Regions from separate parts of the Mus musculus genome. Here all the other regions are linked to region 1. Evidence: chromatin contacts called from public Hi-C and HiChIP or PLAC-seq data. All regions are on one chromosome and are shown on one strand. Each heading gives the region's core, a stretch centred on a gene start, on an enhancer-like site or on the middle of the called end of the contact. The rest is flanking DNA. Distances are from core to core; before and after follow the strand shown. Region 1 holds the start of Lysmd4 (LysM, putative peptidoglycan-binding, domain containing 4). Region 2 overlaps Cers3 (ceramide synthase 3). Region 3 overlaps Lrrc28 (leucine rich repeat containing 28).

The links. A called contact is a pair of places that touch in the nucleus more often than the background predicts. HiChIP or PLAC-seq counts read pairs in DNA pulled down with a chosen protein or histone mark.
Region 2: a Hi-C map of neural stem cells shows a contact between it and region 1, with 5 times the contacts expected there. The contact joins the enhancer-like site here to the promoter of Lysmd4 in region 1. A contact is called at or near these places in 12 of 39 promoter capture datasets (the 3T3-L1 cell line, 3T3-L1-derived adipocytes, the C10 cell line and 8 more), 1 of 15 datasets of contacts at CTCF or cohesin (pro-B cells), 7 of 484 Hi-C or Micro-C datasets (B cells, bone marrow-derived macrophages, hematopoietic stem and progenitor cells and 3 more), 9 of 115 datasets of contacts at active chromatin or transcription factors (T-cell acute lymphoblastic leukemia, cardiomyocytes, craniofacial prominence and 6 more) and 2 of 9 other capture datasets (liver and macrophages).
Region 3: a contact with region 1 is called in an H3K4me3 HiChIP or PLAC-seq map of stem cell-derived neural progenitor cells, with 5 times the contacts expected there. The contact joins the enhancer-like site here to the promoter of Lysmd4 in region 1. A contact is called at or near these places in 20 of 39 promoter capture datasets (the 3T3-L1 cell line, the C10 cell line, the HPC-7 cell line and 13 more), 1 of 15 datasets of contacts at CTCF or cohesin (large pre-B cells), 1 of 484 Hi-C or Micro-C datasets (bone marrow-derived macrophages), 10 of 115 datasets of contacts at active chromatin or transcription factors (SST interneurons, bone marrow-derived macrophages, cardiomyocytes and 7 more) and 5 of 9 other capture datasets (adipose tissue, embryonic stem cells, liver and 2 more).

Annotation. Positions count from the first base shown.
Region 1 is chr7:67,219,599-67,224,658 of GRCm38.p6, reverse strand. Lysmd4 (LysM, putative peptidoglycan-binding, domain containing 4) reads right to left here and starts at 2,115. Exons shown (of 3, transcript NM_175215.4): 1 at 2,030-2,115; 2 at 768-1,050. The coding sequence starts at 1,040. 1700112J16Rik (RIKEN cDNA 1700112J16 gene) reads left to right here and starts at 2,201. Exons shown (of 3, transcript NR_131044.1): 1 at 2,201-2,415; 2 at 4,479-5,060.
Region 2 is chr7:66,810,606-66,815,665 of GRCm38.p6, reverse strand. The region is part of intron 10 of Cers3 (ceramide synthase 3); the gene reads right to left. Among named protein-coding and RNA genes, the nearest start is that of Adamts17, 27 kb to the left of the region's middle. Within about 2 kb of position 2,360, at least 51 of the 459 cell types and tissues checked have an H3K27ac peak or open chromatin away from gene starts, as enhancers often do. A contact at or near this core is called in neural stem cells, where this site is marked.
Region 3 is chr7:67,585,551-67,590,610 of GRCm38.p6, reverse strand. The region is part of intron 5 of Lrrc28 (leucine rich repeat containing 28); the gene reads left to right. Among named protein-coding and RNA genes, the nearest start is that of Gm23233, 17 kb to the right of the region's middle. Within about 2 kb of position 2,175, at least 13 of the 459 cell types and tissues checked have an H3K27ac peak or open chromatin away from gene starts, as enhancers often do. A contact at or near this core is called in stem cell-derived neural progenitor cells, where this site is marked.

The DNA of each region.
Region 1 (5,060 bases), core at 866-3,365:
ATTTGGATCTTTTTAGATAAACCACAGACAATTTTTAGGAGGTAAAGTTGTTTGTTTGTTTTTTAATTGTGTAGCTGATGCAAGCTTGGTGAAAGCTTCTGCCAGTATATAGCATGATTATAGCATGTACTATATAGCATGTATATAGCATGTATACAGCATGTATATAGCATGTATATAGCATGGAGTCAACAGCGGGAAACAGACTGTTTCAATGCGGGAGAAAAGAGCGATTCCAGAAACGCTTTCCAACTTACTTTGCCACTGTTAATCACTCTGAGTGCTAAAAACATAATTAAAGAGAAAGATAAGGTTATACAAACGCACAGCACAGGGGCCAGACCATGCAGTTCTACTAGGGAGAAGAGAGAAAACTCTACTAGTCAGATTAGCTACTGGCAAGCAAAGGTCAGAAAATACAAGTAGTGAGAGAAGCATGCCACAGAAACGTGTGGACTCCGCCTACCATCTCCAGCCCTAAGACCTTAAATCCAGTGTGCTCAGAGGCCACACTGTTTCATAGTGTCCCTGTGGAGGACACAGGACAAGCACACCCTGAACTGAGGTGCCCAACTAACTGACCCTTCCTGAGCCCAGAGTTCTGAATGAAGGGTACCTCCACCAGCTTCCAGCCCTGGCTAGGGAGGACTCTAGTCGCCTATGGGGGTCAGGAAGGTCCTATAGTGACCCCCGCCTATAGTGGACCCCCTCCCCCCCCCCCGTGCCTCTCTCAACCCTGGAGGGCAGAGGGACTGAGGTCAGCTTACTTTGCAGCCATACTGGAGAGCCAGCTTGTTGAGGCTGTCTTCCTGAGCCAGCTCCCGCTGCAGCAGAACCATGGTGCCTGCTCCTGGCCGTTGGCTGCTGTTCTTCTGGTGCTCCTTGCCCCGGGGTCGTAACACCACCTGATGTGACTCTTCCTCAGAGGAGTCCCCAGAGTCCCCGCTGCCATTGTTGAACATGTAAACGTGGCTGTTTGGAGTCCTGCAGACAGCAGCTGGACCTTGGAAGCTCTTGGCTAACACTTCCTTCTGCCTCATTTTCTCTTAACTGAAAATCAGACCTGGAGTTAATTCCACACAAATGCTATTCATTTTCCTCTGGCTTCCTAAAGAGGACTGTCTCGTTAGTAACTTCCTAATATTGCCAATATCAAACAAACAGCATCAGGACAGAAGGACATCCTCACACCTGTCCACCTGATACTGACACAGAATAAGATCATACTTTCCCTAAGTGCTTACTGTGTGCAAAAAAGATTCCCCACCCTTCTTCCCCACCCCCAGCTGTGCTTCCCCTAGCCCACAGAAGAAACCACTGTGTCTCAGCACTGTGTGAGGTGACAACTGTTCTCAGCTCTCTGACACTGAGAATCTTACACTTAGAATCTTTGGACAAAAACCTCATTAGGCATCCCAAGGTGTCTTCAGGGGAAAGGACAGAAGCTGGGAACAACCATAGTTCTCTTATTTTGACCCTGGCTGACGTGACCTAATTGATGAGCAATGGAAAAACCTATCAAATTTCAATTTGTCCGTTTCTCACAGTCATTCTGGACTCATTTCACCCCCACGGTCCCCTTATTGCCACCTGGAGTCAAACGCCAGAGCCACAACCAACCTTTCCCTTCCAAATGGCTGGAATGAGACTCCAGGCATTCCTGGCGGTCCCTTCTGCATGGCCCTTTAAGGGAACAGCCAACCTCAGGTATCTCCCTCTGGTCTCAAATTCTGAGCCCCTGGCACCCGGGGCGGCCAAAAGAGGCCTCAGTTTCCCTCCAATGACAGGTGGGCTGTCATTAAGCAGGAGACAAAACAAATTTCAGACGTCCCCGCCCCTGGGCCTAAACAGGCCCGGCCCCAACTTTCCAAAGAATACACATCCTGCCACTCCCGCAAGCCGGCACCAGCCCTCTGTGGACACAGGCACTGGCCCTGGATTGGCAGCCCTCCACTGAGCCCACAGTGACAGGGCCAGAAGCCCTGGCCCCCCAAGTCAACCCAGCAGACCCTGCTCCAGGTTCGGGTACCTCGCTCCCAGGCTTCACCGCCACCGCGCCCGCCGATTGGCTGCAAAAAGCAGGTCTTCCGGGGGCGGGGACTAAGAGCCAACCAATGACTTCAGAGGAGGGCGGGCCCTGGCAGAGCCGGGAGGTGCTGAGAGGTCAGAATGAGGGCGGGCCCTGATGGGCGGGGCTCCAGCGTGGACCCTGGACTTGTGCTCCTATGTCATTTATCCCAGCTGTTCCCGGTTTCCCCTTCTGAGCCAGGTATCTTGGCCTCCTCGGTGGCCACAGCTTTCTGCTAAGCCTCGGTCTTCTTCCCGGCAGGAGAGACCTTTGACCCATGTGCGTCCTGATCCGTGGCCAGGAGCGTACCCAGTACGGCGGTGCGCCACTCGAGAGGCCTGACCCAGGTAGCCTCAACCTGAATCTTCGACCCAGTATCCTTTGAGGGGCCGAATGGTTGCCAGCCCCTGCCCAGAGATAAACAGAAGTCCAGGGATGTGAAATGTTGCCCTGACAACACAGACCAGAATTGGATAAAGGAGAATATGTATCATCTGGCCAGCCAGAGCGTCCCTGCTATTTGGAAAAGGGCGGAGAACCTGTGGCATTGTTTTGTAACCAAGATTAAAATCCTTAATGGAGTAAGACTCATCCAATGAATAAGGAAGAAACTAAGTGTCGTGGGCAGGCATTACACCAAAGAATGCAGATGGCTGGCCGCTGAACCAAGGTGCTAAGCCTGTCTGGGAATCAACATTGAAACAAGAGCCCAGAAATTCTTCCTATGATTTAGAATAAAACTAAAAGTCTTACTCTAAATGTCTAAGGCCAGGAAAGCACCAGGTCATGGCCCTCTCTGCTAGCCACAGGACTCTTCTTTCTGGCTTTAAACATCTGTTTAAACATTTGTTTACTTTGCCCCCCAACCCAGGAGGTGAGCCTCGCTAATATACCCAGCACATGTGTTTCCCACTGAGGTATTTGTGGTTTGTGACAGTTTACAGGCTTGGATGAGGCTGCCTGAGAAGTATGAACGCTATGTCCCACCTATCAGAGTGGGCCAGGTGCCCAGCCACATGAACAGGTCCACTGATCTGATCCCAAGTTAGTGGAGACCCACCCCATCACCAGAGGTATCCACTCGGATATCCTTCAACCCTTGTCAAACATGTTGTCCCCTCCCAAGTCCAGCCTTCTCCTGGGATAGAGGATGCAAGGTAGCAGGGGCCAACTATTTAGCTTTCTGAATATGGCTCTGAACTCCAGGGCTAAGCAGAACTGCCATGGAATGTCGAAAGTTTTGTCTTTTAATTTTTTATTTCTTTTAAAGAGTCTAAGCCAAGCCCTTCACAAGGGCACTGACCCAGTCCCCTCTTTAAGGCTCCACCTTAAAAGCTCACTTCAGAGGGTAGGGTTTCAACAGGAAGGAAAGGGGACACAAGTCAGTCTATGGCAAGCCTGAATATGAATTCCTTTCGTGGAAAATGAATGTTTATGCTTCTCATTGTAGCCAGCTTTCCCCTCTTACCTCATGAGCTGTGTGTGCTGAACACTCACCAGGGATCATCCCAGCAACATTTGGTCTTCAGACTAGCAGGGATTATATCAGATCCCAGTCTATAGAGGAGAATACTCAAGTGTGAAGACAGCAGTGTGAGGTGTGTGCCTAGATGGCAGCCCCAGCCCCCCCAGACCTACACCACGCCTCCACCTTGACTTGGTTTTCCTTTTATGGAACTGTGGGAATGAGTCTGAGGCACTTTGTCAAAGCAGCTGAAACTGATGGAGCCTGGGCCCTAACAGGAACGTCTAGAGTGCCCAGCCTTATTCTACACAGCGACAAGTTTGTCAGGTGACCTTTAATCCTCCTTGAATTCATTTATATCACAGTCATCCTCAGGGCTGAGGATGGGGAAGTTCCTGGAGACAGGAACCTGTTGGACAGGGTGAGCTGTGTTAAGTGGATGTCAACTGGAGTCACATCCCTTCAGACATCCTTGGGGAGTGCGGTGCCTTCTGGGTTGGACTGTTTTAGAGGTTTCCCACGGGCCATCAAAAGGTTTCTTTTGGCCACTCACTCTCTGCCTGCTGCAAGTCAGGGCTGACTGAAGGTCCTTACTTTAGAATAGCTGGGTTTTCCCAGAGCCATACCCACATTCTTGTCTGTATGCTGTGGGTGGTCATTTAAAGGTTCTTAAGGTGGGGTTTGACACCCCCACTTTGTTGACCTCATTGCCAGGGTCTCCCCTCACCCCATTTTTCCAGTCCTTCAACTTTCTCTGGCTAACCTTTGACCTGAGCCCCAGCATCTGGGATTTATATCCAGGTTCGGAAGGCTTAATTCAACACCTCCAGGGCCCTGTCTACTCCCAAGTTTCTCAAGAAGGGGCACCGGACAGCCTTCTGATCCCTTGTTCCGCTCAGATCCATTAAATCTAAGCAAGATCCAATTTTTTTTTATTTCCTCAAGATATCAGTGCTCCATGGGAATGCTGCAAAGACCCGGGGCTCTGAAAAGATGGCCATGCTAATTCCTCTGTTGGTGTTTACCCAAGACATGAAGACCAGAACAGGAAGAGACACTCGTGGGCTATTCATAATCAACCAACTCAATCCATGAATGGCAAAGTTGATGGTGATAATTTTCCCTCAGAAACTGTCCCTCAGAATGAAAAGTAGCCCATGATGAATGTGGCCTAAGCACATCTCAGAAGCACAATGCCAAGGGAAAGAAACTCCTTAAATGACATCGTGGGGTTGGCAGGAGAATAGAAACAGAAATCAGACCCGCGGTTGTCAGAGATGGAAACACAGAATGGGATTTGTTTGCAAAGCGTCTCAAAGAACTTTGTGGAAAGAACAGCCATGGTCTAAGCTGTAATACTGGTCAAAGCTTGTTTCATGGTACTCAAAGAAGATGAACTTAAGGATTTAAATACTTCTCAGTAAGCTTGAGTTAAAAGGGGTGTGAAGTCCTCAAATAATTAAACATAGACTTGGATGATTCAGCCCACTTCTAGGCACATAACAGAGAGGATGGAAAGCAGGTCTG
Region 2 (5,060 bases), core at 1,111-3,610, 410 kb after region 1:
GACACCTGCTGACCTGCACACCTTGGCAGTGGACCTGTAACAGACAGACACTCCACACAGTTCCTGCTGGACACTGCTGCTTCCCCATCTCAGAGGAGCAAAGCTGCTATTATTGGCAAGCTTTCTGCATAAGGAAAACACAGACGTACGCCTGCTCTCCTCTAAGGCCAGGCAAATTATGTTCTTTGACAACCCCAGTCCACCGGTCCACTTTCAAAAGGGAATGGGAAACACATCTCACTCCCTACTGGCTTTCAACAGAATGGTCATTATTTGAAGCTATTCTATACCAGAAATGACCACCCAGGGACCATGAAAAGGGTAGAGATGATGCTGAGCTACTTGGTCTCCAGTGCCTCAGGGGTAGCTCTGCCCTAGAGGATGCTGCCAGCATCCTGGGCACCTAGAGCTACTGTGTTCCTTCCTTTCTGCTATGGGTGAGTCCGTCCCACCTCAGTTTACCCCATGTGCCAGATACACATCATTTTCAGGTACCATGGGTGAAGGTTGGGGATGCTGTCTTAGGCTCTGTCTACAAGGCTGAAAGAAGCTGTGTCAACAAGAGGAAATCTTGGCATATTTCCTTCTATGAGGAAATATTCCTCATTAATGTACTGGCAAAATCCAGAGACTAGACGCTGTGTGGCTCACAGTACTCACTGCGGACAGCAAGAAGCATGAATAGGGTGGCAGGTGGGAGTGGCTAGCACCAGTACAGTTGGCTCTGAGTGAGACCCAGCAAGCTGTGACCTCAGATTGAAGTGGGAGTGGCCTTGAGGGTGGGACAAAGAGCATTTTGCTATGAAGATTCAAGTCATGGGTTCAAATGCACTTCCATGTTCCATAGGAAGTCACTAAGAAGAACTGTTCAAGGTATCAGGGACTCATCAGTGTCTGAGGAGAAGGCACCTGTCTCTAGTGAACCGCTCAACGAGGGCACTGGTGTGCTGTAGAGTAGCCACGTGGAGTTTTGAGTGTCATGGATTAAGTCTCAGGTGCCTTTCTTGGATCTCAGTTGGCTAAACTCAGGGAGGCAGGGGCTAGGGTCCTAGAAACTCAGTGGCTATGAAGCCACTGTGCCTTCTAGGTTTTACCTCTTATCTTCAGCAGGAATAAGAAGATGCAAATAGGGAAAAATAGAATGAATAAGGAAAAATAAGAAAGGACTCCCAGGAGGGTGTTTTGTTTTGTTTTGTTTTGTTTATGGGAATAGGGTGAAGAATGAAGTGTCTCTGTTGGGAGTTGGCCATCTCAGTGGTTACATTGTGGCCAAGCCAGGAAGAAGTCTGTATGCCTATGCATGTTCCCTTAGCTCAACCAGGGAGTCGTTTGTCCATTCAGCGGTGAGCTGAGCATGCTACATGGCTAGCTCATGATCTACTATGGGCCCTGCTTTCCACCTAAGGAAGCCAGCTCCCATGCCACCAGCGCTCCTTGCTGCTGAGTGGAAATGGTTGGAGAGATTCAGAGCAGCCACGGTGTGGAGAGAAATGCTAGTGGCTCAGAGTGCAGTGGTATGGCTTGAGAGGTAGGAGGGGTGTTGCATTGGAAAAACATTCTTCAAAGGCCTCTGGGATGGAAAGGGACCTTGAGGGCGTCTAGCCTAGTTTCTCTCTGAAGTTTCTGTGTTCTTTATGACAACCTGAGCAAAAGAGGTTCCCACGCCTACCTGCAGGTACACCTGCTTTGTTTTTCTTTCTCTCCCTCCCTCCCTCCCTCCCTCCCTCCCTCCCTCCCTCCCTCCCTCCCTCCCTCCTTCCCTTCCTCCCTTTCTTCCCTTCCTCCTCCCCCCCTCCCTCTGTCCCTCCCTCTCTTCTTTCTCTCTCTCTCCCTCTCTTCTTTCCTTTCTTTCTCTCTTTCTTACAGTTTTGGGGGGGGGTTTGGTGTGCTCCTTGCAGTTTTTACTTATGTTTTTTTTCAAGTTCTATCCTTTAGGCTGGTGGCAGGCAGAGTACACTTCTTTCAAACATTGTTATTTTTTTCTACATAGCTAAAGATAGCCCATTCCTCTTCCAGCTAAACATTCCCATCATTATGGTTTCGCTGTGGTGAATCCTCAGGAGATCATTCAGGGGAAGCTGCTTCTTAGTGCACTGCTGGTGAGAGACACTAGAACCTCTGAGGGGCGTGGCCTATGGAAGGTGGAGGTCTTATGACTGTCTGGTCTTAGACCTTCAGCTTCAGAATCATAAACTAAATAAACCTCTTTCCTTTATCAGGAACCCAGTCTTGGGCACCTGTTATAGCCCTGGAGAACAGACTCACACAGCATTTCCTTCCCCTGCTGCTCATATGACACCTTACCTACCCTGCACTGCACAGTGCACAAGTATAGTCTCATCTCTCTGTCACTCTGAGACATCAAGCTTCTTCACTACCCACTGGGTTACAAATCACATCTGAGCAGCCATACCTCTGGCTTCATTATTGCTATAATTTTAATACATTTTGGTTCAAGAATGTCTATGTTTTTATTAATTAATTGTACATACTATTAGTTAAGGCCTGATCTGTATTCCTCAAAAAAATGTCTGCAAGCAAAACAACCCAAACAAACTTGATGCCGAGGAACAGAGAAACCCTACACATCAGTGCAACAGATACAATAACGCTCACTTCTAGCCGATGACTCATCTCTACCCGCAGGGCTTCCTCACTCTCCCGGAATGACATCTGCAGCCGCAGCATCAATAAAACTGTGGCTGCGTGTTTGAAGCACTGTAACTAAACTCTATGCCTGGGAATCTGTGGCTTTGCAGTAATGTCAGGAGCCCAGGAGGCTGCTTTGTGAATGACTCCACGTCTCAAGCCGCACTTGGCAGTGAAACAAAGAGCACTATAATAAGCACTTTATGCTATTTTAAAAGCAAACTTTTAGCTCTCACTGTATTGAAAAAAAATGCACATTCAGGCAAAGAGGTCAATGTTCTAAGCTACTAGCAAAATACCTCCCTTTCTGTTGTAATAATTCTCATCATCCAAGTTGACAAGGTTGCAGGAAAGACAGACCATTGTAGTCTTGCTTCTCATATTTCTCCTCAGCGGCACTGCACTGCATTTCATTGGGTTCTTTCAACCCTGGCCACAAATGGACATTTGGTTTTCGGTGATGTGGAATTTTCTAGATCACACTGTGGTTGAGGATGCTCCACAGATGCGCAAACCACAAAGGTTCCGGTGAGCCCTGGGGTGCTGTGTTCCTTACAGCCTTTGGGCAGTAACAATGTTGATGGTCACAGATGCTACTTTGGCTACCAAGGCTGTCTGCTAAGCCACAAACTCTCCCTAGATTGTTTTTCTCCATAGAAAGAAAATATTGAAGCCAGAGTCACCTGGGCCCTTTTGTGTTTTTCTGATTTCAAATTATCTTTTTTTCTTAGTTGTGATTTCCTATATTTCTTTATAAACGGTATAGTCCATGGAGGAAATATAGACTCAGAACCATGATTCACTTTATAGAATAAGTGGCTCTAAGACGAATTAATAAACTAGTCACGCTGGTTCTCAGGGTTTTATCACTGTGAAGAGACAACACGACCACAGCGACTCTTTTGTTTGTTTGTTTTGCCTTGTTTTGTTTTTCAAGACAGGGTTTCTCTGTATAGCCCGGGCTGTCCTGGAACTCACTATGTAGACCAGGCTGGCCTCGAACTCAGAAATCCGCCTGCCTCTGCCTCCCAAGTGCTAGGATTAAAGGTGTGCACCACCAGTCATGGTGGTTCTCACCTGTAATCCCAGGTCTCAGTAGGCAGAGGCAGGAGGATCACAGTGTTTACAGCCAGTCTGGGACACACAGGGAGTTCAAGGCTAGCCTTGGCTACAGAGTCAATTCAAGACCAGCTTGGACTACAGGGTAAGACTATCCCACAAATAAACAACAATCGTCATTTCCTGAAGTGATGACACTTTGTGTTGTTGAGAGCTCTCTCTTTTACACTCCTCTTTCCTGCTCTCTCTCAGTCTGCATTCCGAGAACTTTATCCTTGTGAGTTTTACTCCTCTGGAACATGACAGTGTTGCTTTTTTCCCCAAACTTCCAGACTGGAGGAACAGCTGAAGCTGAGTGACCCACACGACAGAAGCCTAAGGGAGAAATGGCTTGAATTCTCAGAAGGAGTGGCAGCAATGGAAAGTCATCCATGGAGACCTCTCTGTGGTGGAGGAGGACCCAGGACTCTCTCTGTTCAGCCTAGGATGTAAATCAGAGTCACTTCTGCTGAGGGAGGAGGCTGACTGTCAAGGCTTCCAGTGTCTGGGTCCTACCTACCTCATTTGTCTTGCTGATGTAGCTGGCCTGCTTTGGGGTCTGGCTGGAAGCATTTTTCTTTTTCTTTTCCTTTTTCTTTTCCTTTTTCTTTCTTCCTTTTCTTCTTTCTTCCTTCCTTCCTTCCTTCCTTCCTTCCTTCCTTTCTTTCTTCCTCCTTCCTTCCTTCCTTCCTTCCTTCCTTCCCTCCTTTTCTCCTTTTCTTTTGTCATCCTAATGCACTGAGGTCCACATAGCCCATTAATCTGGAATTCTAGCATTCTCATAGTATGAGCAGCATACCTTATTGTATGATGTTCTTAAATACGAGTAGATTAAAAATATGAGTAGACTACATCAGGAGCTTGGTGCTGTAGCTCAGTGGAGGGCACCTATCTGGCATGCATGAAACCCTGAGTTCAATTTTCAGTCCTGCAAGAAAAAAGGCAAGTAGGCCAACTGATTGATTGATGGGTGGCAAGAGCTGGTGAAATAATGACTTTCCCATAAACTTCCTTGAATTCCTTGAAAGGTCCCCACAAGTGACTGCTGTAACTTGTTAGGCCGTTGTCACCAACATTATGCTTTCCTACTTTTGAACAAAAGGCTCAAATGACAACTTGATCAAGCAGAGCTTACCAGAAGAAAGTTCATTAATCTCCAAGTGGCCAACCCCACAGAATCATAGCTAGGTAACGTGGTTGGACTATGAAGCACAGAAGGCCTCATTCCCAACTCGTACTCAGTATGCACCGATGGCACAAATCCATATAGAAGCAGGTGGCGGCGGTGGCAGAAGAGTCATCAGAAAATTGGC
Region 3 (5,060 bases), core at 926-3,425, 370 kb before region 1:
GTTCTGGGGTAGGTGGGCTTTGTCTTACTCTATGTCTAAGGATGACATTCCATTACCAGGACTGGCTGGAAACTGCTGACCCATTGTCCTTGCTTCAGGCTAGGTGATGGGGCAGTTTCTGACTAGCTGCCTGAAGCCTGGGTTTTTAGCCCTAATCTCCTGAACTGCCCATTTGAAGCCTGTCATGGAGTCAGCCTGTCTCATCAGTGCAACAGCTAAAGGAATGTGTGTTTGAAAAACTTTGGGGTTCTCTTCTAGTCCACAATTTCTTTTTTCCATCTGTTGTCTCATTCTTTTTCTTACTTGAGAACTTCATGTTGAGACTGGAGTAAAGAGTATTGCTCTTACAGAAGGCTGGAGTATGATTTCCAGGACCTGGTTCAAGCAGCTCACTACCACCCTAACTCCAGCTTCAGTGGAATTGGATGTATCCAACTCCAAGGCCATGTGCACACACACAAGTGTACCACACACAGACTGCACATATGCAAGTAATTAAAAATGATAAAAAGCATGAAAAGCTTAAAGGCCAGACATAGTGTCTTACACCTCTAAACTCAAAACAGAGGCAGTTGGGTCTCTTGAGTTCAAGGCCAGCCTGGTCTACATAGTAATTCCAGAGCAGTCCATTGCACATAGAGAAACCTGTCTCAGAAAATCAATCTACTAAAGTAGTTTTGCAAGTGCAGTAATTGGTGAGGGAGTGGAAAGTGGTCCTGACTGATGACAGCACAGCGTCTCTGGGGCAGGGCAGCCAACAAGAGCCCATCAGCACTTAGAGTGGAGATGATTTATGCTTCCAAGGTTTGAACATGAGCAGGTGCATATCTCTCAGGTAGAGTACAGCTCATGTCTCCATGGTGAACCTAATGTACATAGCATAACATATTATACAAAAGGAATAGATTCTTTTCAAGCACATAGAACACTTAAAAAATCCACCAAGAAATGAAATTATACTGTCTTCTTTCCACAAGTGAGGTAATTGAGTTAATGCAAATAAGTTTCTTTAGGCTTCAGAATAAGGAAGCCACTTCTTAAATAGGATACAATGCACAGATGCAGGAAATTAATCACATGAACACTAATGTTTAAGAAACATGTTTGCTGTAGATCCCCACTTCATAAATGGCAAGTTAGTGCAGGCAACATGGTTTCTGACCCGGTTATTCTATCATTGAATAGAATATCGTTATGGTATGAAAGAGCTAATGGAAAATATGCTGTATTCTCATAGCACTTTATTAAAAAACTGGTGGTCCAGTATTGGCACAATGGCTGTAGTTGTGGAGCTCTGGCATAGGTAACTAAATAATGGAAGGTTAAAGATCTCTCTGGGAGAAGATACTTGCAATAGATGTAACTGACAAAAGGCTTTTATCCATAATGAAGTATTAGAAATAAAAATGGAAAAGACCAGCAATTTAGCTTAAAAAGAAAAAAAAATGTCAATAGACTTGGACAAGCACTTCACCAAAGAGGAGACCCAGATGGCCAGTAAGCATATGCTAATATGCTGAGCCTCCTTAGTCACCAAGGACACGCAAATTAAAGCCACAGTAAGGCTCCACTAAGTAACAACAGGGATGACTCGTAAGTGTTGGCCAAACAAGCACTGATAGGCCACAAAGCTTGTGTCGTGGATGTCTGTAGTAACAAAAGAAACTGATCCGGCAGTTACAGTGAGCAATACATTTGACTCCCAAGATGATTTTGAACAAAAGCAGCCAATCACAATGGATACAGAGTGTGTGAGTGTGAAAATTCTAACTCAAGCAAGCTCGGCCAGTCTTCACAGGGTGTCGAAAGCAAGACAAGGAAGGTGGGGCTGGGGGAGGAGACAGACACATACAGAGAAAGAATTCTAGGATTCAGCTATTAAATATGTGCTTCACATTATCCATCTGTAAATAGTTCATTACTAATTCACCTTCTTAGAGATAGGGTTCCTCTATCTCCAGTGATATGTTGGGGGTTTAACAATTTATATTATCTGATTTGGGACATAATGTTCTCTAGTGGTTCTATAATTCTGTAGAGTTCTTTTCAGTTATGTTCACGTATGTCCTGTGGTCTTGTGTGTTGCCTTTTATTCTCGCCCTCACTGCCTTTGCCCAGGCCCGGCCAGCAGTTGTCATCCTGGTCCTTTCAAGAGCCCACTTTAGTCCTTGCTGGCTTGGCCTGTGGTTTTGTTTGATGCCCTGGATTGGTTTTGCGCCTCTAACTTGTTACTTTCTTCTTGCACTTTGTGTTTGGTTTGCCTGTCTTTACTGTAACCTCTTGAGATAAAAATTTATATTATTTTTACTTCACTTTTGTTGTACACACATTTCAAAATAAAATTTCCAAGCTTTAGCTGCCTCTCATGAATTTTGATGTTGTATGTTTGGTTTATGCTAAGCCATTTCATGATTTTCTTCAGTTTTCTTGGCTCATGGATGTTTACAAGCCTGTTGTCCAGTTTGCAGGTGTTTAAAGTCTCTATTTCCTCCTTATTGTTGATTTTTTAGCTTAATGCTGTTATATATTTCTTGTTGTAGTTTACTTGAAGCCTTTAAAGATATATAGGAAATTGAGAAACTCACCCCTACAACTACAGATTTCACAGTCACAGATGAATATTGATTTTCATGTAGAAATGAGAGTTACTCATCTGTTAGGACACCTTTGTGGGAATCTGAGTTATTTATGTACACAGCTAGTGTTTTGGGTGTTGTGGAAGCTTAAGTAGAAACATCTACATCAAAGAAATGGATCGTTTTCCAGTTCTATCGTCTTCCTATAATAGGATGTCTTTGTGGCTAAACACAATTCAGTGATACAGATGTGCCGTGTGCCCTTGTCCACTCACCTGTGGATGGGCGTCCTGGCTGGTGTGAGTAGTGTAGTAGTGTACATGGGTGAACACATATCTCTGTGGGATCCTGACTTTGGGCAAAACTGGTACAACTTTGTCAGATGGTAGTTCTTTTAAAGAAGTTGTACTTTTCAGTGTGTGAGTGTATGTGTGCATATGCAGAGTCAGAGGACAGCGTGTGGAGTCTGCTCTCCTTCCATCATGTAACTCTTGGGAATTTAATTCAGGTCATTGGGCTTGGCAGCAAGCACTTTGATCCACTGAGCTATCTTCCTGAGTCTCCTGTGATCGTACTATTTTTAGGTTTTAAGGTTTTCTTTTCTTTTCTTTTTTTCTTTTCTTTTTTTTTTTTTTGAGAAATTTACACTGATTTTCATAGTTAACTATTTTAAGAAATGACAAAATACTTTAAGACAAAAATGTTAGAGGGAAAGAACAATATATAATAAGATAATAATATGTTAGGAAGACGTATCAATTATTAATGTATATGTACAATCAAGATAGGCTCTATTATGAAAGATGATGTGGTGAGGTGGTACCTGGTGGGCCCATGGCAGGGTATGTTCCTGAGTAAATATGCCCTGTGACAGACAGATCAGGTATAAAGGGGATTTGTTGGGGGAAGAGAGGGGAGTGAGGACCTGACGAAGGGTAGAGGCAGACCAGTGGACATGTACACACAGGTAGACAGACTTGAGCAGAGCCATGAGGGCAGAGAGTGGGGTGGGACAGAGAAGGACAGAAAGGAGGAGGGAGAGACTTGGGAGAGGAGAGGAGAGGAGAGGAGAGGGGAGGGGAGGGGAGGGGAGGGGAAAGGGGAGAGGGGAGAGAGGGGAGAGGGGAGAGAGAGGGGAGAGAGGGGAGAGAGGGGAGAGGGAGAGGAGAGAGAGAGGAGAGAGAGAGGAGAGAGGGGAGGGGAGGGGAGGGGGGAGGGGAGGAGAGGGAAGGAGAGGGAAGGAGAGGGGGGGGGGAGAGAGAACGCTGCAGGGGCGGGCAGTCCACACCTGGAGCACATGACAATGTGGCAGGTGATGACATAAGCAATTGCTAGGTCCCCAAGGGCAGGCCAGCAGAACATCTGAAGCTGAACATCATGGAACTGAGAGGAACCAAGGGAACTCAGTTGTAAGTGGAGATGTTAATCTTCTGTGTTGGCAGTTCGCATACAGAAAATGTGAATGCCATTGTTGTCCACCCTGAGCCAATCCTTCACCCAACAGAAGCAGAACACAAACTATTCAGAATATACTTTGTATACCAGTCCGCGAAGCAGGTCTCAGAATCTTTTCCCATTGTTCCGAGTTTTGTCTTTCGGCCCCTTTAGTATTTCTTACAGAGCAAATGTGCAAACAACTGATTTCGTTCTCCATTTAAAAAAGGATTTTACCAATGTGTTCACATCATATGTTGGGGAGGTCCTGCACCCGGAGGTCAGAGAAGAACCTGAGGAAGTTAGTTCTGTCTGCCACGGGGAACCTGGGGATGGAGCTCGGGTTGTCAGGCTTGAGAGAACCTGGGCTCACCCACTGAGCCATGTCACAGGCCCCTTAGCTTTATTTTGAAGAACAGTTTTGCTAGACGTAGAATGCTTAGTTGACATTTTCTTTTCCTATAAGGTTTGCCACTTTAGCTGGCATGACTGGAAAGTTGTATCTCCTGACCAAATAGTGAGGAGTGCCTTCTCTGGCAGCTAGCTATTGGCATCCTGATGTTCTATAGAGGAGCCTCCCAAACTGGAATGAACCCACACTGCTTTCCTGCATGGAGGCTTACAGGTGCTTAAGCAAACATTCTACCACCCCCAGTCACCCACCCACCCCTGAGACAGGGTTTCTCTGTGTAACCTTGGCTGTCCTGGAACCCCTGTCAACCAGGCTGGACCCAAACTTACAGACATCCACTCGCCTCTCTGCTTTCTGTGTGCAGGGATTAAAGGTACGTGCCACCACTGTCCAGCTACTGCCCCCCCCCATTTTTCTTGCTTTTAAATTAAAAATGGATTTTTCCCATATGATATATTAGGTACAGTTTTTCCTCCCCCTACTTCTACAGTTCCTTCTCACCTCCTCTCCCATCCAGATCTCCATCTTTTCTGTCTCTCCTTAGAAAATAAATAGGCATCTATGGAATAATAATAAAATAAGATGAATAAAAAGCAAACTGGAATATGAAAAAATGACCAAATAAGAAAAGGAACCAC